Regions from separate parts of the Mus musculus genome. Here regions 2, 3 and 4 are each linked to region 1. Evidence: chromatin contacts called from public promoter capture Hi-C data. All regions are on one chromosome and are shown on one strand. The core of a region is the stretch at or near the end of the contact, and the rest is flanking DNA. Distances in the headings are between cores, read along the strand shown.

Evidence for each region. Promoter capture Hi-C pulls out the DNA fragments that hold promoters and counts their contacts. Capture Hi-C pulls out chosen DNA fragments and counts their contacts.
Region 2: a promoter capture Hi-C map of adipose tissue shows a contact between it and region 1, with 5 times the contacts expected there. The contact joins the promoter of Nexmif here to the promoter of Zdhhc15 in region 1. A contact is called at or near these places in 11 of 39 promoter capture datasets (the 3T3-L1 cell line, the C10 cell line, the SN4741 cell line and 7 more), 6 of 115 datasets of contacts at active chromatin or transcription factors (astrocytes, embryonic forebrain, embryonic stem cells and 1 more) and 3 of 9 other capture datasets (adipose tissue, embryonic stem cells and macrophages).
Region 3: a contact with region 1 is called in a promoter capture Hi-C map of erythroid cells, with 60 times the contacts expected there. The contact joins the promoter of Abcb7 here to the promoter of Zdhhc15 in region 1. A contact is called at or near these places in 3 of 39 promoter capture datasets (erythroid cells, hippocampal neurons and pre-B cells), 10 of 484 Hi-C or Micro-C datasets (CD4 T cells, the HL-1 cell line, the N1E-115 cell line and 5 more), 1 of 115 datasets of contacts at active chromatin or transcription factors (memory CD8 T cells) and 1 of 9 other capture datasets (embryonic stem cells).
Region 4: a promoter capture Hi-C map of pre-B cells shows a contact between it and region 1. The contact joins the enhancer-like site here to the promoter of Zdhhc15 in region 1. A contact is called at or near these places in 7 of 39 promoter capture datasets (the 3T3-L1 cell line, 3T3-L1-derived adipocytes, the C10 cell line and 4 more) and 1 of 9 other capture datasets (adipose tissue).

What each region holds. Positions count from the first base shown.
Region 1 is chrX:104,669,761-104,672,647 of GRCm38.p6, forward strand. Zdhhc15 (zinc finger, DHHC domain containing 15) reads right to left here and starts at 1,304. Exons shown (of 12, transcript NM_175358.4): 1 at 904-1,304. The coding sequence starts at 1,039. It overlaps Gm39530 (a long non-coding RNA gene), which reads left to right and starts at 60. Exons shown (of 3, transcript XR_003953044.1): 1 at 60-399.
Region 2 is chrX:104,199,588-104,202,465 of GRCm38.p6, forward strand. It overlaps Nexmif (neurite extension and migration factor), which reads right to left and starts at 1,597. Exons shown (of 5, transcript NM_001077354.3): 1 at 1,046-1,597.
Region 3 is chrX:104,412,510-104,415,209 of GRCm38.p6, forward strand. It overlaps Abcb7 (ATP-binding cassette, sub-family B (MDR/TAP), member 7), which reads right to left and starts at 1,337. Exons shown (of 16, transcript NM_009592.1): 1 at 1,148-1,337. The coding sequence starts at 1,315.
Region 4 is chrX:104,996,906-104,999,706 of GRCm38.p6, forward strand. No RefSeq gene overlaps it. Among named protein-coding and RNA genes, the nearest start is that of Gm33486, 5.6 kb to the right of the region's middle. Within about 2 kb of position 1,541, at least 3 of the 459 cell types and tissues checked have an H3K27ac peak or open chromatin away from gene starts, as enhancers often do. A contact at or near this core is called in pre-B cells, where this site is marked.

The DNA of each region.
Region 1 (2,887 bases), core at 54-2,553:
GGGAAGCGCACAGGAAAAGAAGGGGGGAAACCTTATTACCATTGTGTGAAATGTGAGGTAGAACACACAGACTGAGGAGTCATAAGAAGGCAAACATATGAAGCACTCCTCTCTCTCTCTCTCTCTCTCTCTCTCTCTCTCTCTCTCTCTCTCTCTGTGTGTGTGTGTGTGTGTGTGTGTGTGTGTGTGTGTGGTGTGTATGTTGCATGTGTGCACACATGTGCGTGCTCTCTTGGATCTCAGAGAAAGAATGGACGGAGGGCTTAGCCCTGTGTAAAAAGTGAGAACAGAATGTTCTGATGTGAGAGGTTCAGAAGTGGGTGGGGAGGAGATGTGAAACCTCTCAGCTTGTGTTTGAAGATTGCAGAGAGAAGGTATGGATCTCAAAGTGGAGAAAAGGTGAGCTAATAGAAGAGGACAGGAATTATTTTGGGATCCCTTAGAGGGAATCCCCAGCATGGAAGGAATCATAGTAGGAGGGGGAAATGGTGGGGCCCTTAGTTGGATGCTTTGGTGGAGCAGGCACTTTAAGGACATGGAGTATGGTGCTTCCTCAATTGGTAGGGTGGGCTCAGAAGGTGGTTGCCAGGCAGTACAGCTTAAGTGGTTACCCTGTACTGGGAAAGGGGGTCCTGGTAGAAAGAGTCAGGGAATTATCGAGGGTAGAGCAAGGAAGTAAGAAAACCCAGGGGAGAGGAGATGGCGACGTGGTGGGACCCTCGTGGGACGGCGCATGAGAGATATTGTGAGAAGCCCAAGATTGGAAACTGGGAGTTTTTCAGGGCGCGAAGGGAAAAGCCGCAGGGTGAGGGCTGAGCTCACTGGGGACATCGGTATGAAGGATAAGGCAGACGATTGTGCTGGAGCATAATTTCCCCAGTTTATGTGGCCAGCCCCACTTACCCAGGCAGAGTTCAAAGACGTAGGCATAGTAGGACCAGAGAACGACGAGGACAATAACGAGCACTGGCACCCAGGACAGTACCCGGCGGCAGCACCGCAACCCCCCAGACAGAGCCATCTTCCAGCCCCGCCGCATCTTCGGCTCGAAGATCGACCGAGCAGGCCTGCTGGCGCCGGCCGGGATCTGCTTGGGCGGCGGCTGGGAGGCGGGAAGGCGCGCTGTGCGGCGCTCCACTGCTTAGCCTGGCGGGAACCGTCCTCGAGCCGCTGCCACCTGTGGGGCTGCACTGCCCAGCGCGCCCCGTCTGGCACCGCTGGCCTGAGTCACAGCTACAGGAACCGGCTGAGGTGGGGCAGAAGGTGGTTGCCTAGCAGTCCAGGCCGCAGGACTCACAGGGACTGCAGCCCCTCCCCCTTTCCACCTCTCGCCCCCTACCCCCAACCCCCAACCCCCAACCACTTCCTCTGAGCCTGCTGGGCTGGGCCTCCGCCAAATGTAAAACCCAAGAAATGTGGGTCCGCCCATCTGCCTTTACTGCACTGCATCCACCTTCTCTTCAGTTCTGGTTTCTCCCCTCTTCCTTCCCCTGTATCTCCTTTTCTTTGCTGTCCCAACCCCCAGACACACAAGTACAAAAAGGCACTGTGCAAAAGATGCACACAGCACAGTAGTACCTCATGAATTAAAGGTCATCCATCTCCATCCTCCCACTGCTACTTGAACAGTATGCTTAACACGTAGTGCTGCAGTCTCTGTTGGGGTACATCCCTTGACAGGGCACTCCTTCCACCCTCTGTACCCCCTGCAGAATTAGCTTAGTGTATTTTCAGAATAAACACAATGGTGCAGAAATCAAGTGAAGGCCATAATGATTCTGGGCTCAGGGAACTCTCTAAAGGTTTAAGCTTTATTAATAAAAGCACTTTTTTTTTTTCAGCTGGGCGTGGTGGTGTCACATGCCTTTAATCCCAGCACTCAGGAGACAGAGGCAGGCAGAGTTCTGAGTTTGAGGCCAGCCTGGTCTACAGAGTGAGGCCAGCCAGGGCTATACAGAGAAACCCTGTCTCGAAAAACCAAAAAAAAAAAAAAAAAAAAGCATTTTTCAGGCAGAAGAGGATTGATGACCTCTCAGACCAGAAACGTGTTTGAAAAGGCATGACATGACAATTCTAAAGTGTTCCAAGACCAGCTGCTGTACCTTGAAGAGAGTTTATGTGAAGAGGATGGGAGTGAGGACTGAAAATACAGGCTGGAGCAAGGATGTGAATGCTCTTGGATGCCTTGTCAGGGACACAGTTATGTAGAGCAGATGGAAAACAGTCAGCAAAGGTCGGGGGGCGGGGGGCAATGGAATAGAGTCACAGTGATACTAATGTAAAACAGTAAGCTGGATTTCACTAAGGAAGCCGGTCTGAGAGCAGGGGGACCAATCAGGAGGCAAGTCGTTACTTTCTATTAAGTCAACATTAGTATAAATAAAGAATGGCAAACCAGGGGACTGTCACGAAGAAGCTCATGTCCTCCTTAAGGCAACAGGCTGTTGTTTTGACACAAGTACCTACCACAGTTCTATTATTATGGTCGTTTGTATATTTCATACTCATTGATCTAATGGTTTCCAAAGGTCTAGTACACGAAGAGACTTTTGCTGAGATCCAGTTTTGATTTACAGTCAGTGTGACTGCTGTGTGAGAGCAAGAGGTTTTATAAGCCAGGAAGCGGGAGTGGGTGGGTTGGGGAGCAGGGCAGGGGGAGGGTAATTAGGGGGTTTTAGGGATAGCGTTTGAAATGTAAATGAAGAAAATATGTAATTTTTTTAAAAAAGAGATTTTGTAAGATTGTCTTGTGGTTTTAATGTATGGTTATACATGCAATAACGTTCCTAAAGTAACAACACTATTGTTTCTTTTCAGATTAAGATCAAGGTTGATGTTACTAAAGTAGTAATGTAATGAAGTGCAGAGTGTATTTTAGTTACAATAT
Region 2 (2,878 bases), core at 347-2,846, 470 kb before region 1:
TGAGACAGGAGCAGTCATGCTGAAACCACTGGATTCCTCAGCTGAACAGCGCGGTCTGCACACTTTCGGGGAGCGGGGCCGCCCCACGGCCTCTGAGCCCGCAGGGCTGGATAAGATCGAGCCGCAGCAGTGTCCCTGCAGGCGCAGCAGCGACGAGCTCCAGGAGTCCCGGAGGAAAGCGTCAATCTGACGGCAAGGGAGAGCGGGAAAGGGCAGCGGGCCAATTTCCTGCAAAGGTGACAAGCCTGGGCGAGGCTCGCTCGGGCCCCTAACTTCTCGTCGGTCGCCAGCGGCGGCTGCTTGGAGCGGGTGCTGCGAGCCGCCCGTGCCACCGCGGGGTGGCCAGAGGCGCCTGGGGCGCGCGGGAGCCTCGGGCGGGGGAGGCGTCCGTACGGCGGCCAGCGGCGCCTTCGCACCTCTGCAGCTTCGGCCGGGACGCCAGCCGGCGCCCGCCGCGTGCCTACGTTTTCCCGCTCCCTCGGACGCGTGCCTCGGGCCGTGCCACTTTCCCCAGACGCCCGAGGTTCCCCCGGGGTCACCGAACCGATGGGAGGTGGCAGGCGGCTAGCGGCCGCTGCCCTGCGGCAGGCAGGCGTGTGTGAGCGGCGGCGGCAGTGGCGGCGGCTCCGGCCCGCTCCCTTCCCCTCCCCCTCCCCCGGCGGCGGCACACAGGCCTTTCCTAGATTGCAGCGCACGCTCGGCGGCGGCGGCGGCGGCAGCGGCGGCGGCAGCGGCGGGCGAGCCAGGCTCCCTCGCCCCGGCGGCCTCGCTGCCTCCCGCACACAGACAGCACCCGCACGCCATTCGCACACTCTCCCACTCACACACACTCACACGCACGCGCGCGCACACACACACACACACACACACACACACGCTCTCCCCGCCGGCATCCCTTGCTCGGCTCCTCGCTCGGCTAGCCCTCGGTTCCTCGCAGCCGCCACCCCCACCCCCAGCTGCCGCCCGCCGGCTCCAGCCGGCCCGGGGAGCCAGGGAGAAGGCCCGGGGGGGATGGGGGAGGCTGCATGGCAGCGCTCAGACTCACCTCGCAGGCCGCCTCCCGAGGCGCACGTCGCTGGTGGGTCCTTGCTGCCGGCGTCCCGAGCTGGGACGGTCGCAGTCAAGGCTGGGCTGCCGCCGCCGTCGCCGTCGCCGGAGCTGCTAGAGCTGCCGCCGCTGCTCCCGCTCACTGCCGTCTCCTCTGCCTCTGCTCCATGCGCGGGGCCCGCCAGGTGGACGCGCCTCGCTCCGCTCGCTCACTCTGGCTCCGCCGCAGCCGCCGCACTAGATGGAGGCAGAGCTGTCGGGCTCGGGCGCCGAAACTCAGAGGCTCCACAGCCGCCCGCCGGCTCCCAGGACAGCGCTCCTCTCACCGCGCCGCTCGCCCGCGCCAGCACTGCCCGGCTCGCCGGCTGCGCGCGGCGGTGCCCGGAGCCCGCTCTGCACGCGGTGGCTGCGGCTGTCCGCGAGACGGAGACGCGGAGGGCGGTTGCGACTGCCGCTAGCGCTGGGAACACTACTGCTAAACGCTGCCACTGCCGCTACTGCCACTGCTGTGGTGGTGGCGGCGGCGGTGGCTGCTGCTGCTGATGCTACTGGTTTTCCTTCCCGGGTTCTCCCCCCCTGCCTCGGCCCCCTCCTCCCCCCTTTCTCCTCCTCCTCCTCTTCCTCCTCCTCCTCCCCCTTCTCCTCCCTGGGCTGCTTGGCTCAGAGCCTCTGCGGGCTCTGCCTGCTCTCTTCTGCTTCCAGAGCTGCCTCTGCCCATTCAGAAAGGTGCCCAGAGTGGGGCTGCCTCGGCTGCCACCATCGCTATTGCCCCTGCCATTGTTTCCTCCAACACAGCAGTTCTTGTTGGACGCGTTCCCCTCCCTATCCTCCTTCCCCACCACAGCCCTCCCTATCTTGCTCTCTCTTTCCTTACCCTCTCTGCGGTCCCTTCCTCGTGTGTGCCCCCTCCCACCCTGTCTGTCTGTCTGTCCCTCCCGGCGGTCCCCTCAGACGTCCGGGAGCGCGCACTGCGCGGCCACCTGTCATAAAGGGCGCGCACCCCCCTTCCCCACCCCCACCCCGCCCCCCACTCACATTCTCGCAGCCCGCCCAGTCCACGGCGCTGCTGGCTTGTTCTTCCCCTAGCAGACACGCAGCCGGACACCACTCTCCCACGCCTTTGAAGGCAGTTATGTGTTCAGAGAGGGGCGCTCTGAAGTTTCAGGAAGAATATCTGAATGGCTCCATGTATTAAGCCTCTATCCATCCAACCTACCCTTAACTTCAGGCCCCAAGCCCCGGGAAGGTGGATTGTGCTGGAAGGGTTGTAACAAGGCAGAGAATTGGAAAGGGATGAGTTTTTTTAGGAAGTGAAGGAGAGAAAAAGGGATTCTGAATATGGCCGGGAAGGAAATGGGATCTGACTGCTGTCACAGGAAAATTCCTTAGGTGGTCATTTCCCTTTTGACGCCCTGGGAATCAACAGTACAGGAATGGAAAGCGACCCACCGGGGAACACGTAGTATTCAATGAAGCCCAGGGTGTAGGGTTGGGGCCTGAGAGCCACGGTCAGTGCCACTAGAAACCAGGGAGAACGATTAAGTGTTGACGCTAGAGCGGAGAGAATAAAGCTAGCTACTTTGTGTGCACTTGCTCCAGCAAGTCCTTGCCACAACCCAGCTTCCCAGTCATGGAGAGCTCAATTTCAGATTTCTCTGTTTCCACCCTACAGCCTCATTTTCTAAGGTCAGACTTCGAGATCTGCAGTGTGTAAGTCCTCTAACCCTTCCCAGGGCCTCTAGCCTGTCACCTAACCCCTCCCCAGAAACAGCACAGACATGGATAATGTGTATGGGTCAGGAGGGTAGGGGGAGAGATTTTTCAAGGCAAA
Region 3 (2,700 bases), core at 87-2,586, 260 kb before region 1:
TAATAACAAGTGTTCAGGATGCAAACTATGCCAATTACTCTAAACTGATCACTTACATCCATGTATTAAATATCACACCACACTCCACAAATATACACAATTATTTGTCGATTTCAAATATTTTTCAATTTTAAAAATTGTACAATCCTTGTCACTTTATGCCTGTCATCCCAGTACTCGGTAGGCTGAAGCAGGAGGATCACACACTCAAGGCCTAACGAGACTACAAAACAAGACCTTGTCTGTAAAAACCAAACCAAACCTCAACCCTTGAAGGCCTAACTGTATGCTTCTCTTGACTTCTGTTATCTAAACAGTGTTTATGATTATAGTAGTAGTAGACATTAAATATTTGTTGACAGGGAGTCATAATTTAAGAAACTGCTTTCCAAACAAAAATGACAGTATGTTAAGGTTATACTGACGAACACGTGGTGGCAATTAAAATATTGCCAATATATGAGGAAAAAAAACCACAAACTGAAGTACAAGTACCACAGACGATTTTTTAAAACAAACTCTTATTGAATGAGCTAATGGTAGCCAATATTCCAAGGTAGCATAATCACTGCCACACTAAGGGAATGCACAAAGAACGTAATTGAATAGTCATAGCAAAAGATAACAAAGCGTCTGTCTTCGAGCAGTGTACATTTTGGAGAAAAGGATAATTATGGTTTTTGCCTCCGAGGGAGCTCGCCTGTCAGTTGAGGGAGTTAACGTACCAATTAAATGTGCTACTTGTTTATAGGTGGCGTTCTGTCCTGTTGAAGTGCACTCGCAATTGCATACTCCCGCTTTAGTACACTCTGAAGCACGGGCCGCTCAGCACCAAATTCCACGAGGAACTTTTGGAAGCAGCCCCGTCTGCCACCCACTTAGAAAACAAGCGGCAAAGCCCTACAGGACGCCGGCACTGCAGGTGCCCCGTGCCTGAAACCTCCCGGCTCTCTGCTGTCCCCAAACGTGTTCTTCCTCTCCGCCTCCAATTCCTAACCCTAACTTCCTACCCTCGCCGCCACTCTTGAGCTCGCCCTGACAATCTTCCTTAGGCGCGCTCCCTCTGACCTGAGGTCACAAGGGCAACCCTTTCCCTACCAGGTTCCCCTGTCCTTCACCCTGCTCTCCCAAGCGCGCGGCCACACACCTGGGACAGCCGAGCGCTTCCTGACGCGCCGCGCTGGGACGAACTCCATCGCGGGCCTGAGCCGCACATGGAGACTAGAGCCCGGGTCAGAACTGCCGAATGCTTGTGCTTTTCGAAAGCGACCGCCGCGGCTGCCCAGCGCCAGGAATGTATCGCGAGCAGCGCCATCTTGAGCGAGGAAAAAGGAACCGAGAGAGGAGGATTGTGGGACGCCGGCGGACTGAGTGCCGCGGCTTTCATTGCTTTCTCCCCTCCCCCCGCTCGCGCCCGACACCGGAAATAGCTTGTGTCTGAAGATGCTTGTGCTTAAGTAGAGCTTTACTCTTTTTCCCCCCAGTGACTCGGGCTTTTTCTTGCACAGCCCAGACCATCAGACTACCATTGTTCTTCTCTCTTAGCGTTGCCAGATAAAATACAGGATTACCCACTTAAATGTTATTTCAGATAAAAAACAAATGATTGGGATAATTATGTCCCAAGTGTTGCTTTGGTAAATATGACAACCCTATCTTGTCTGCCATTCGATTCCTTTCTTGTCTCCAACTCAATGCCATGCTCCACTCTGCATAACTCTCATTCTCCCTGTGCATTAACGTTGAGGATTAAAGTACAGACAAGTTTTCCCCTGGAGAAGGCTTCACAAGTGAGAGTCGCCGCCTTCATTGTAAAACCTTTTATTTTCCTGATTTGCCTTTGGTCTTTTGCTGTTGGGACAAGGAGCTCTCGGGGTACACACATATTTCATTCCATTAATTTGCCTCCTTGTAGCTCTTCCCTTTGGTTTCTTCAGAGTCCCTTATTTAAAAACTGCTAGGTGGATGGTAAGTGAACATGTTATATAGTAAACTGCATATTTAAAGACACATTTGTATTATTTTGTCAGCACTATAATCAAACCAAATACCATGGAAATATGTTTACAAGTATCTGGGTGGGAAACAATTTCCAAATATAAATGCTACTTGAAAACCTGGAGTCAAGAAGGTACAATTTCATTAATGCATTCTCAAAAATCTCTCCTTAAACACTTCTCTCTCTCTCTCTCTCTCCCTCTCTCTCTCCCACTCTCTCTCTTTCTCTCTCTCTCTCTCCCTTCTCTTTATAAAGGCCTGGCTACTGTGGAACTTGGAACTTGCTATGCAAACCAGGCTAGCCTCAAATTCCAATGTCCCCCTGTCCTTGCCTCTGGATTGCTGGAATTAAAAGCAGGCATAACTACACCAGGCTCATTTTCAAACCTTTTACACAAGGCAGGTAAGTAATCTTGAATTAATTCTGTAGAAGCATTATAAACTAATGAGAGATGTCATGACAAAAGACAAAAGATATATATGGCCCATGCAGCTAGCTTCACTTTCTTCTGAGATCCATATCACTCACCAGGTTTCTGGGGAAGAAGATAATTAGAATTTCAGATTAAAGAGGCTGACTATCCCTCCATACATGTAAAGAAGATGGCTATATGAAAAGAAGGAATTCATAAGAAAACTTTCAGGCTCAGGAGTCCAGAAAGTGTATGGCAAAATAGTAGGAGATGGAACAGGGTGAACAGA
Region 4 (2,801 bases), core at 291-2,790, 330 kb after region 1:
TGAGGAACCTACAGCTGATTACATAGTGGCTCCACCAGTTCATGCTCCCACAAGCAGTAAGTGCCCCCCTTTCACATCTACTTCAACATTTATAGTCTTTTTCTTTCTTTTTTGGATCTTAGCCATTCTGACTGGGGTAAGCTGAAATGTCAATGTTGTTTTAATTTGCATCTTCCTGATGCCTAAAGTGATTGAACATTTTTAAGTGTTTCTAAAGATGTTGAGCATTTTTAAGTGTTTCTAAAGGTGCTGACCATTTTTTAAATCTTCTCAGTCATTTGTATTTCATTTTCTGAGAACTCTATTTGCTTCTGTGCCCCATTCTAAAATTGCATTGCTTTTTGATGTTGTTATTGTACTGGTTTAAACATGAGTAAGAAAAATCAGTCCCTAATAATCAAACATTGGCCTGACAGCTGTTGAAAGCTTTCCTAGTGCTCATAGCAAGGCCGAGTTACTCTCTAGCAGACATAAAGTAGCTCCTAAAATATCAGCACCAGATAAGGCCTTTTTGAAAAAAGAATGTGAGGACAAGACTGCTCTGTAAATTTGCCTAACCACAAGGAAATACAAGGAAATGTTGTAACCTATGAAATACTAAAACTCCTTCCCTCAGTTAATAGATGAATGATTCTTATTCTTTACCAATTACAATTCAACTTCAGCCCCAGACTAGTCAGCTCTCTCTATAAGATATATTAACATATATAACCATCCATTAATCTCTGCTTCTTTATAGCACCCAATCCAGAGTCTTGTTTTAAAAAAAATCACCCAGCAAAAGTCTAAATTATATTATGATGCCTTTAAAACCCCTTCTGAATGCTCTAGCCCTAGAACATTTGACTCCCCGAGCTGGGAGAAAGGCTGGTTTCCTAGGTCCAATAAGGATACTACAGCTACACAGGCGTTTTTTCTGGCTTTTGTTTCATTACACCTGTAAATTGTAGCAGTCCTATGGGAAAGGCTGAGATCCAACAGAAATGGCTATCACTAGATTTGGTAAAAACTAAATAAACTGGTTTTTTTTCCTGTGTTCACATATTTTATGTAATTTCTTCGTAATGCAGATGAATGTTGTGGATGGGGATTACAGAAACAGACTCTGTTTTGCCAGTACTAAAAAGAAAAAAGAAAAACCTAACAGAGACCAGAAAAATAATTAGAGACCTGAGGCTAAAAGCCTCTTGAGTTATCACTATCTGGTGTTCTACTTTTCTAACTAAAAATCTTATTCCTTTCACATTCTGTTTGAGTGTTATTTTATAACATTTTCATGTGCACTGGGTAAACAAGAAAAAACCTAGGACCCTGAAGGGGACACACTGAGGAGTCTAACTCCAAATTCAGTTTATTAGAGGAAAAGGTCAAAGAAGGAAGCAATTATGAAAACAGCGGCACTACCAAGAAGGAAAATGACCTCCGGGTGCAGAGGGGCTTGAAAGACTTCGTAGTGACCCAAGCCAGCACATTAATGACCAACCTTCTCTGTCTTCTCACCCAGTATCGCCAGTTCCCAGGAAGTGGTTTTTCAGCGTGACTAGAGAGAAACAAGCTGCATTCTCTGCTTGAACAGTTGCGGAGATGAGGGTAGGATGGGACCTCTCTCCATTTTGCCACAATTTCTTACATCTTCCACAGTCTACTAACAGGAGAAAGGGGTTCCTGAAGATAACCTATGGAGTTTTATATGAAGGGCATAGCTTCCAATGAAAACAAAGTAGAATTCTTGTGGACTTTGATAGCTCACATGCTAAAATTAAATAATACCAAGAAAATTGGCCATGTTACTATGCAAGTAGCATATGTGAATTTGAAAAGTGTTCTAGCTTACTTCTCTGTCATAACAAAAACATCATGATGGGTGAGTTAACAGCAAAAAATTATCAGCTTTCAAAAAGGGGAGGCAGATGCTGGGATTCAGGTGTTGGTCACTTTAGTTTTTTCTGAGACCTCTCTCCACACATGCAGATGGCCATAATCCCGCTGTGCCATCATATGGGGTATTCTCTATGAACACACACATATATATGCGTGTGTGTCTTAATATTCTCTTGTAAGGACACAGGTCTTACAGAATTTGGGCCATCCACATGACTCAATCATATTCTGAGTTGATGGGGGATAGGACTTCACCTTATGAATTTGCGAGGGATAGAATTCTGTCCATCCATTAAAAAAAATGCATTTAAGTGAAGTTAAATTCAAGCACACAAAAACTATTTAAATAATACAGTTGAAAAAACAGTAATGAGAGAATAATAAATATATCCAGAGTATATTATAAACACCTTTAATGTTATTTAATTTTAACTTAGAGTGATTAGAAAACCTACATATGATATGATTTGATATTTTATATTTGGAAATTTTTATACAGAGATTTACATAAAATGTCAGCAATACCTTAATACCATATTGTAATTATCAGAATACAGATTATGCTCTGAGTGTCCACAATTCTCAAAGAGGAAGGAAGCATCACCCTCTTGTGTGATGGTTCATTTTGTCTGTTGGATAGGTAAAGTCCAAGGAGACTAGTAAAGTGCACCTCTGGGTATACCTTTGAGGCTGTTTCCAAATAGGATTAATTAAGGGAGGAGGTAGAAGGGAAAATAATTACAACAGTGAAATTGAGCTTCCTAACCTGAATGTGGGGTGCAGACTGGGATCAGGTGGAATAAAAGAAGAAAAAGAGAAAGCCCAGAGCACAGACATGTTCTCTTGGCTTCCTGACTGCCTTGGTGTGACTACATATTCCCTTCCATGAAAGGGCTGAAAGCCTGGAAAGTGGTAAGCCA